Regions from separate parts of the Columba livia genome. Here region 1 is linked to region 2. The links are chromatin contacts, called in public Hi-C maps. All regions are on one chromosome and are shown on one strand. Each heading gives the region's core, a stretch centred on a gene start, on an enhancer-like site or on the middle of the called end of the contact. The rest is flanking DNA. Distances are from core to core; before and after follow the strand shown.

Region 1 (4,977 bases), core at 741-3,240, 140 kb after region 2:
AATGAGGCAACAAGAACTGGCTAAAGCTTCCAGCTCTGCTCTTTGCTGGGTTTCTCTTGGGGGTTTTGTTTTTGTTTTTGTTTTTCCTTTCTCTGAGTCACAGAGAAAGTTCAAGAGACCAATAGAAATCCTGATCCCTGATCACAGCGTTGAGCCAGATTCAGCTAAAAGTTCAACCCTGCATGTAATCTAACTTTAAACATGCCTTCAAAACAAAACAAGCTGCTTTTTTTAACCTAGTCATAAAGTTTATTAAAATTGTTCATTAATGCTTCAAATGTAGCAAGAATGCATAGATCCCAAAATATACATATGTATTTTCTTATAGAAATAGATTATTCTTTATAATAAAAAAAAAACTGTAGGAACATCTTTAACAGATTACTCAATTCATGACTGACAGTTACACGAGATTGCATCATGTACACAGCATTCCCAGCCATGCTTAAAGGATTGCATCACTTCGCCCTTGCTCTCCTCTCGCTCTTTTAAATAACCCAGCGCCCAGCAGCCTGCGGAGCCCGCCCGGGGCCCCCGGGACAGCCCCCGGTCGCAGCCCCGGCCCCGCTGGGGTCCCCGCGCGGCGGAGGGACCTTCCGCCAACATGTAAATAAAGACCAAAAAAAAAACCAAACCAACAACAAAAAGTAAAAACCAAACCAACCAACCCGTCCCCGGGCTCCCCCCGCGCCCCGGCCCGACAGAAGCGCTGAGCAGCGCGGGGACCGGCGGCTCCGCCCGGCCGGGGGTCAGCAGCGAGGCGAGGAGGCGAGCAGGGGCTCGGGCAGCTGTTTGAACAAGTTCCTGAGGGTGCTCAGCTCCCGGGAGAGCTGCTCCACCTTCTTCTGCAGCCGCTCGTTCTCGGCCGTCAGTTCCAAGACTTTGTGCTGCGTCTCCAGGTTGCGCATTTTCGCTTTGTCGCGGCTCTTGCGCACCGCGATGTTGTTCCTCTCCCGGCGGAGCTTGTACTCGTCGCTGTGCTTGTCCACGCACTTCTTGGGCTTGTTCTTGCCCGCCGGGGGGGCGGAGTAGCCCCCGCCGCCGCCGGCGGACTTGGAGGACTCGGAGGGGTTGGGGGTGCCGGGGGGGCTGGAGGAGGACGAGGTGGACAGGTTCCCGCTGCTGCCGCTCGGCACCGACTGATAACCCAGGTAGGAGCGCACGGTGCTGCCGTAGGGTGAGGACATGCCCCCCGGTCCCGGCCCGGCTCCCCCTTCTTCCTTACGGGGCCCTTTGCAAGAGTCCAGGGTCTCGAAGACCGGCTCCACTTTGGTTTCCACGATCTGGGGCGGGAAGCAGCCCGGCAGCCCCCCCGGCTTGTGGCTCTGGCTGGCGCAGGGGTGGCTGTGCCGGGCGAGGCTGATGTAGGTGTAGTCGGGTTTCTTGCTCCCGCCGCTGCCTTTATAGTCCTCGGCGAAGAGATCGGAAAGGAAATCTTGGCCGGCGCCGCTGCTGCAGGGAGGCTCAAAGTTGCCCCCTGCTGCTGCTGCGGGAGGAGGCGGCTGGGCCGGCGGCTGGGATGCCAAGGGGTCCAGGTAGGGGCTGAAGTCGATGGCTCGCTCGTGGTCCCCTACGGTGAGCTCGGTCATGGAGCGGCCCCCGGCCGCCCGCGGGTGCAGCTTGTTGAGAGCAGCCAGACAGTCCGCCTCGTAATAGAAATTAGCCACTTCCATGGATTTAAAGGCGGGCGGCTGGATGGGGAGGCATGCTGCGTCCCAGGCCACCAGGCGTTGCATGAAAGCAAAGGGGGATGCAGGGAGGAGAAAACGACGCAGGGGCCCCCCCCGGCAGAGGATCAAGCTGCCGCCGTTGCGGTGGGGGGGTCCGGACCCTGCCTCAGTCCCTGGCGCTGGGCACGGCCCCGGCTGCGCTGCCCACCTGGGCCGGATCAGCTCCTGCGGCGCCGCGGGGCTTCACCGCTCCGGCTGCTGCGGCGGGAGCTGGCGCGGCTCCTCCGGACCATCTGGTTCTGGGTCCCGTGTCCTAAAGTCTCTGACTTAGGAAAGTTCCTTTCCTCAGTTATTTATAGGGGCGGTGGATCCCATAGCAACAGGCGCGTCACCGCCTGGCCGCCTGCCACGCTGCACGCTCGGTAAGTGCTGGCCCCGGCCCCGGAGGAGGCACCCGGGGCGGGTGTGCCGGTGCGGTGCCCCGCCGAGCCGGCCGCAATAAAGCCGGGCTCTGCCGGGCAGGAGGGCAGCGGGCGGCAGGGCCCGCAGGTGCGGGGCAGCGGGGACGGGGCAGGGGCCGCGCTCAGCCCGGGGGGCCGCGGGGACACGGGGGACGGGGCGGTGCTGCCGCCTGTGTGCCAGCCCGGGCTCCGGCTTCTCACCCGAGAGCGGGACTTTGGTGCTGGGGCTGACGGTGCCGTGCGGAGGTGGGCACGGATCCCGCCTGGGGCACGGATCCCGCCTGGGGCACAGATCCTGCCTGGGGCACGTTTTACCCCTGGGGAAATCGAGGCAGGAGCGATTTTTCCAAGTCCTTTTGCCAAGGCAGGGGAGAAAGCTGCAAATAAAAGACAGATCCCGTTATTCTCCGTCCAGTGCTTGGCTAAGTATATTCCACTGGCGAGCAGAGCTGTCCATAGGGATCTGTGGAGAGCTGTACAGCAGCGAGTGGAGTGGGCACGGTGCTGCTCCAGGCCTCCTTCTTGCGGCTGCAGGCAGCCAGGGAGCCCAGCAAACCCTGCTCCCCTCCCCGTCTCTTCATGCGGGGATGATGGCCTTAAAGTTTGTCTTGGTGTATTTACTTTACATGATATGGTGCAACTGTCAGGGTACACAAGCGATAGGGAATCTGTGCGCTGAAACCAGAGGAGACCGAATGTGACATGATTCAGAAGGAAAGTGAGATACGTGCATAAAAACATGGAATGCAAATGTTTTTCGAATTGTGGGGTAAGTTTGGGAAGGAAGACTGAGTCTTGATGTCCGTTTTAATTGAAGACACCCACCTTGGGAATCAAACTTAAATTTTCACTCTCTTACTCCCACATTTACCTGTCTACAAGCTGGTGATTCATCCCCAGAATAAAGGACATTAATTTAAAACAAAACATATAATTAAAGGAAGTAGGAGTGTCCTTTGCCTCAGTAAAGAAGACCTAGCACTGCAGGGAAAATGACACTGCCTCTTAGAATAATGTGAAGCAATCCTGCGGTGTGGGAAATATTGTAACGTTAAGCCAGAGGAACAGGTATTGCATTATACGATTCAAACAGTCAACTGTCCATAATGTTCAAACCTCAAAACTTTGAAAAGAGGAAGAATTCAAGAATCAGCCAGTGGATCATACGACTTTATTTTTTTTTTTTTTTCATTTGCTTTTTCTTTTCATGTTTTAAAAGGATTTCTTCTTTCCATAACAAAAGCACTCTAACAGGTTTTCAGGCTTCAAATATTTCTAGTTCCATCTTTATCTACCAAGTTAATCTTTGGTGCATGCACCAGAGATTAAATTGGAGCTGGGCCTGGCCAGAGAGCTGGGGCTGGAGGTTGTAGTTGGAGCCCATACCTTCATAAATACAAACATCTGTATTGGGTGCAAATACTGGCAAGTTGCTGTGAGCCAGGGCTTGTTCTTCTGTCTGTTTACTCCCTCATTCTGCGTCTTTATCCTGCATTCTGATCTGGCAGTTGCATCCAGCGGCTGCCCTAACTGGCCTTTGCAACTGAAGTCTTGAAAATTGGTCTCATGTGCTTCCTACCTCCGAAACGTCTCGGAGACCCACAAGCAGAAGGTCTCCTGCCGTTGTGGCCTGCTGAAATGCATGGTTAGGATTTCTTGGCATTACCCCAATAGGTCTCCAGCTTGCCAGAGCCATTGGCTAGAACAGGACGCTAAAACTAGTTGGTAAATTTCCTGGACAATTTTTCAATATATTTTTTGAGATCTAAATTTGCCGCCTTCAGAGTTCTGCCCTACTCTCTGCTGCTCTGCAGCATGAAGTTGTCCTCCTACTCGGGCTGATCTTCCCTAGCAAAATAAAATGTCTGTGCAACCATCATGTGAAACAGATTATATCAGGGATGGTGTGGCCCACACCTCCTTTCCAGGCCAGTGCTGAGTAATCCCATAGTCACCGAGATCACACGTCAGCCAGGGTGGTAATTGAGGTTGGATGCTGGCGTGTCCCCTCCTTCCCTTCTCCCCCCTCACCTCCCTGCTGTACCTGCATCTCTTTAAACTTCCTCCAGCTCACCTCAAATCCCAACATCCACTCTCACGAAGCCAACATCCGTTCTCAGCTTCTCATGGGAACCTTGTTGGCGGGACTAACCACATATCCAAACCCCTAGCATTCGGCAAGCAGGTTTTGAGCTAACTCTGGTCTCTTTAAAATCGTTTCCGCACTTGTCATAACAAATGCATGGCCAGAAATGGGGGTTTAGAAACGGGAACAGGTGCAGAGCGAGGCTCGCAGCACGGAGGACGGGTGGAGGTCTGGGCACACCAAGCTCTGGCCCTGCAAGTACCACGGCTTAGCCTGGAGAGAGGTGCCAAGGCTGCTAATAATCAGCCTGGAAAACCTCCTCAGAAAGACGCTTTGGATAGGAAAAGACATGCAGACATGCCAGGTGAAGGGATCCGGGGAACCCGCGGGCAGCAGCCCTCCGGAGCGTGGCTCCAACAGCGACTTTCAACAGAAAGGCAGCACTTCAGTGAAAAGCACCTTCTTTATAGTGATTTCATGATTTCTCTTTTTCAGAACTAGTCAGCCGAGGAAGAAGACGACATAACTCCCAAATTACTTAGTAAAGATATCAACATTTTTGAGCAGAAAAAAAAAAAAAAAATCTGATGCAATAGAACCCAGATTCCTCTACATTCATGTTTGAAACAATATAGGGGACTGGGAGGGTAACAGGAGGATACCAGGATGGTGAAAAGGTGGAGGGAAGAATCTCATCCTCACTGCTCATTTCTGTCAATAATTAAATTCTGCTTTCCAGTTTCCCTGTTGTACTGTAGAA
Region 2 (5,271 bases), core at 1,086-3,585:
TGTTGTGACTCCTATTTCAGAAAAGCACAGCTAATTGGTACATATGCTCTTGAAGTCTTTTGGCTTTGTTTTCATGAACAATTTCAGCAAGAGTACATGCAATGGCATCTAAATCTAAAAAACTCAGATCCTTGCAATATGCGGTTAGACACTAGTTTACGTCAAATAATAAGCTTCATCTCTTTGGCACCTTCTAATGCTAGAGCAATGTAAAGGGCACATAGGCCACTTTATGGAACCATCAAGTGCATTCTGAAGTTGAGAATTCTGAAATTCCCCCTGCTGAGTAGGGGAGAACACCCCACCTTTTTATATGTAACAGCTGTAGGGGTCTGCAGTAGTTTTCCTTTGTGCTCTAATGTACACTAGGCTCTTGCTACCCACAGAGCAATGTGGAACAGCCCGGCTTTTAGTTTAAAAATGCACACTGGCAGAACAATGAAACTAACTCTACTATTCTGAATTCATTTGAAAGCCATAAACTGACTTATTCATTCTAATCATGTTAAAGTCTTTAATTTGCCATTCTCGTAACAGTATTCAGCATTTTGAGATGACCTAGTTTAAAACAGCCAGTGTCATAAATCTCCATTAAAGTGTTTGCAAATATGATACATGTTGTTCCTTCACTGTTTCATTTTTGAATGCAACTTTTTAGTTACATTAAGCCAGTTCTGGGGAGCTTGTCGTTCACATTCAACACAATGATATTGCACTGTACATATTTGTATCTCTGTTGAGCAGAAATACAATCTTACGTGAAACAGAGCTCAGGCTTGGATCTTCTAGTATGTCCTTTTGGTGTTACGTGTTAGCCGTTCTTTGTCCTGGTTTTCTCTTTTATTGTAATTAAACATCCAGGATTGTTACTGTAGAAAGTTCAGTTCTATCTTGATTTTCCCATCACTAATATTCCAACATCACACAAGACTCTAATGATTCACACGTTATACCTTGGTTACTTTGAAGTGCCTGTAAGTTCATGAGCAAAATTCAGGGCAACTGGACATTGTCAGATAGTGTAAATAGACTGGTTTGCTTCTGATTTTGTTCCGATGTTAGCCTAAGTTTTAATGTGATAAAATTATTCTTGGTTTACATTATTATATGCAAGATCAGGATCAAGCCTAGTATGTTCTAACTTGTGATTTTGTTGGTAAAAATTTACATTAGCTTGTATTATTTTCATTCTAAGGTTACATACACAAATTAATATTCAGGCTCACCTAACTTTAAAGCTTATTGAAGAGATATGCAGTTAAGAGTGGAACTTAGAAAATATAGCTTAGTGGAGTCTCAAGATGAGAGACTACAATGGGAAGTAGCAGAAATAGGAAACTATTAAATATTTTAGTTCATATACTTCTGAGAGTCCAGGTAGAGAATTTTAGACTCAGAGTTTTAGGCTGGTGACCTAGGAGACCATGTAATCTAGCAAAGGATTCATATTGTGCTGGGCGCTGCACAGGAACGCTATAATAGGATGCTGGTGTCAGAAATCATTCACAATTTATCAGAGAAGATGCAATGAAATGACTTGGCTAGTGCGACTCGAGCGGTGGTACAATTAGTGTTGAGCTGCTGTCTCACTGGTAACAGAACCCCAGAGTGTCAGGGACTGGAAGGGCCCTGGAAAGCTCATCCAGTGCAATCCCCCCATGGAGCAGGAACACCCAGATGAGGTTACACAGGAAGGTGTCCAGGCGGGTTGGAATGTCTGCACAGAAGGAGACTCCACAACCTCCCTGGGCAGCCTGGGCCAGGCTCTGCCACCCTCACCGGGAACAAGTTTCTTCTCAAATTTAAGTGGAACCTCCTGTGTTCCAGTTTGCACCCACTGCCCCTTGTCCTGTCACTGGTTGTCACCAGAAGAGCCTGGCTCCATCCTCCTGACACTCCCCCTTTATATATCTGTAAACATGAATGAGGTCACCCCTCAGTCTCCTCCAAGGACACCCAGCTCCCTCAGCCTTTCATCTTCTGCGCTTAGAAGCAAAGATGATCCAGGTTATTTCCTGACAGCTCCTTCAGTTGAAGGGTTGAGAGGGTGAGTAGAAAAGGTTTTCATGGGTATATGTCTGTACATCTAGCAGGAGATCGGGTTGGATAGAGCCACCTTGGATCTGCAGTGCTCCAGAAACGTGATTCAGGATCTCGGCCGGTTCTCCCTGCGCCCTCTCGCAGGGGACGAGCCGCTGACACCATCACCGCACTAACTCCCGTCACGGGCTCACCGCGCGGAAATGACGTCACTCTGGTGTGCCCGTTGGGATGGCGCCATCGCGCGGCTGTCGCACGGCTGTGCTGCGCTCACCGAGCAGCTGTGCCCTGGAACCGTGAGTGTCTGAGGGGAACCTCAGCGCGTTCGCACGGTGACATGGCCCTCAGAAGCCGCCTACCTCCGCCTAACTCACCGCGTGGCGCTGACCTCCCCTCAAACCGTAGTAGTTCAGCGGGGCCTCCAAGTGATCTCTGATAAAGGGGCTACTGGCAGAGAAAATTACCTGTAGCAACAAGAAATGTCTGCACCGTTAGAAGTAACCGCTTGGTGTCACTCTCTTCCGTAGTTAATACTGCATGGAGTTAAGGAAATACTGAAGTTGTTTAGTCGGTGTCTCCTTTTGGAAGCGTTACTGTACACAACTGGGGAGGAGCAGAGCTGGTCATGTCATGAAACGAATGTCTTCCTCTGTGCAATGGACTGTCTAACAATAATTACATCAATATCCCCTATTGCTGATTGCACTGCTGCTGATTCTCCAAGGCTGAGGCTGAAGTTTGGAATCTGGGTAGATGTGCCATGTAAACCACGGGCAGAGGTACTTGCGGAAGGCTGCAGCGCTGCTGCCGGTCAGAGCTGCTCGTGTGCCGGCTCCAGAGCAAGCCCAGCGCAGCTGCGGGCTTCTGTAGGGACCCCGTGGCCATCATTTTGCATGTCGTGAAAAACTTAGCCCAAAATGTTGTAGCAATGCTGTAGGGTCTCATGCAGAGACTGTCCCTTTCTAAATTAGGCTCTGCATGAAAGCAGGATGAAAAGATTGTCCTTGATCCATTTAATCAAGTTATAATTAAAGTTCTATTTTATTTTCCTTCAGAATAGGGTCTTAAAACTGTCGGTGTATTTTTGAAAAGTTTGCAATAAGTGTCAATGGAAGGTTATTAAGAGTTGACTCATCCAGCTATTTACACTGTTCCTTTCTATTGCTCATTGTGAAGATGAGCTTTTCCACTGGTAAAATATGTCAGTTTTTGAAATGATTCTGTGGGGAAATTTGACCTTGCATAGCTTGGCTTGTTTTGAAGGACTTTTTTTCAGTGATTTCTGAACTTGTTCCATCTTGGGGAAGCAGTACAGATTTAAAAAAAAAAAAATCACACAATCTAGCGATGATTTGGATGGTATAGGTAATAGGAATGACTGGATTGGAATTTTTATGAGAAGGTTTGTTTTCATGATATTGCCAGTCCTGGCTTGCAATGTGAAGAGGGTAAATTAATCTCTGGGTTTATAATTCAAGTTGAAGACAGGTTGAATACCTGTTTACCGTAATAGTGACTGGGACTCGACAGGCTCCACGCTTTTGGATGCTTGTCCTGGTAAAACCGAAGGTGTAAAATACATTCCAGTTAAGAATATGGGCTGAAAAAGGCCTCTAGGATCATAGAGACCTGTGCCCTACAAATGTGTGCAACCACTTAATAGATATTTAGTCCTCAAATTGCACTCTCCATACAGATTCAGGGCAGCAAAACATTTCCTAACAGCTTATAGGAAATTTATGATCCGCCTTACAAAATACTAAAGGTTGCAAAACCTGCAAAGCATTGCAGCAAAACAACAGAAAATATTAAAAGCATTACTGGTGACTTAGATCCTTATAATCATGGAGGATTAGGTAACTGAAAATGTTCTGTGATCTCAGGACAACCCTTTTTGCGCTTCAGAGAAGGCAGTCCCTCCTCAGAATAATTCCAACCTGGGTAACCCGGACCACATTGCTTTTTCATCTCAATATACTCTGATTCAGGGTTTTTAGTTAGTAAATTGTCCATTAGAACGTGGAACTTGAAAAGAAAAGAAGAATCCTAAAGAAAGGACTGTATCTTGTTTCTTATTCCACTTCATAAAAAAGGAAAGTGCTTGTCCAAACTCAAACATATGTTTCATATCCTCTCTCCATTCTCCATAGTTCAAAGCAATTTGATGATGGAAGTTGCAAATACAGGTCAGGATACCAAAAACTCTGCTTACTGCCTCGAAATAATTTGCAGAATTATGTGTGGCAAGGAAAGAAGGGATATCTATCTATTATCTATACACTGAAGTTTGAGCTGCTATTTTTCAGACTTCATGGGTTTTGCAGGACGCGTTTAATGTCATGCGGTGGCAGAAGCAGCTAGAGGTAGAAATTTGTGAGGAAGTCACAGCTGCTGAAAACCATTTTACCATTGGATGGCGCTGTAGTCCTTACTGCTCATCGGAATCACAGCTCTGCTTAATTTTACTCCTCATAAGAATTTTAGGTCAAACAGTAAATACTGGGGAAATAGTTAACGGGCAGACTTTTTTATGGCTAATGTGATGTTAATGAAATAAAATTACACTTGCAGAGATGGAGCTAGTTTTGCAGCATTAGATTTGGGAAAGTCTGTGTTGAAATCTTGCCAAGTTATTTTGTTTTCTAAATAAACATGTCAAAATGCAGTTGATTCTGTCATATAGGACTTGGGTGCTGTGTGCTCTCTGCTGTTGTAAAAGATGTTATGACTATGTTTTGTGATTATAGGGTATTTTACTCCAGGGCTTTTACTGACTGTTTTATGCTATATGCAATGTTTTATATTAATGAGATAATGTTTTCAGCACCCCTTTACTTAAATAATCCCTTTTCCTTACAGCAGATATGCCATATCGGAATTTGGAATTGCCTTCACCTGTGTATCCCACGGCTACAGAATGGGTGAGTGTTCAAGGCTGCAAAACTGTAGTCTTGCAAGCATAAATGTTTTTCACATCGGTGTGAAGACACCAGTGTTCAAGGGAGTGTCTGCAGATCATGCAAAGTTGTGGCTGCTGTTTTCACATATGCAAGGAAGCATTAGCCTAAATTTAGGTTATTGATACACCATTAGTTTATTATTGAGACAGTTATGTCATTGGTATCACTGTGACCACAGCACAGCATTCAGTGCAAGCCAGTTGCAAATTTACCTGAGTTTCCTGTAGGGTTTTGCAGTTGGTTCTGAGTTCATTGCAGCCGGTACATTTAG

Evidence for each region. Hi-C and Micro-C count contacts between places; a contact is called where the count stands out from the background.
Region 1: a contact with region 2 is called in a Hi-C map of crop, with 5 times the contacts expected there. The contact joins the promoter of CEBPB here to the enhancer-like site in region 2. A contact is called at or near these places in 2 of 2 Hi-C or Micro-C datasets (crop and liver).

What each region holds. Positions count from the first base shown.
Region 1 is chr16:13,247,947-13,252,923 of bColLiv1.pat.W.v2, forward strand. It overlaps CEBPB (CCAAT enhancer binding protein beta), which reads right to left and starts at 1,991. Exons shown (of 1, transcript XM_021283779.2): 1 at 227-1,991. The coding sequence starts at 1,736. The coding sequence ends at 750.
Region 2 is chr16:13,104,491-13,109,761 of bColLiv1.pat.W.v2, forward strand. No RefSeq gene overlaps it. Among named protein-coding and RNA genes, the nearest start is that of PTPN1, 5.2 kb to the left of the region's middle. Within about 2 kb of position 2,336, at least 3 of the 3 cell types and tissues checked have an H3K27ac peak away from gene starts, as active enhancers do.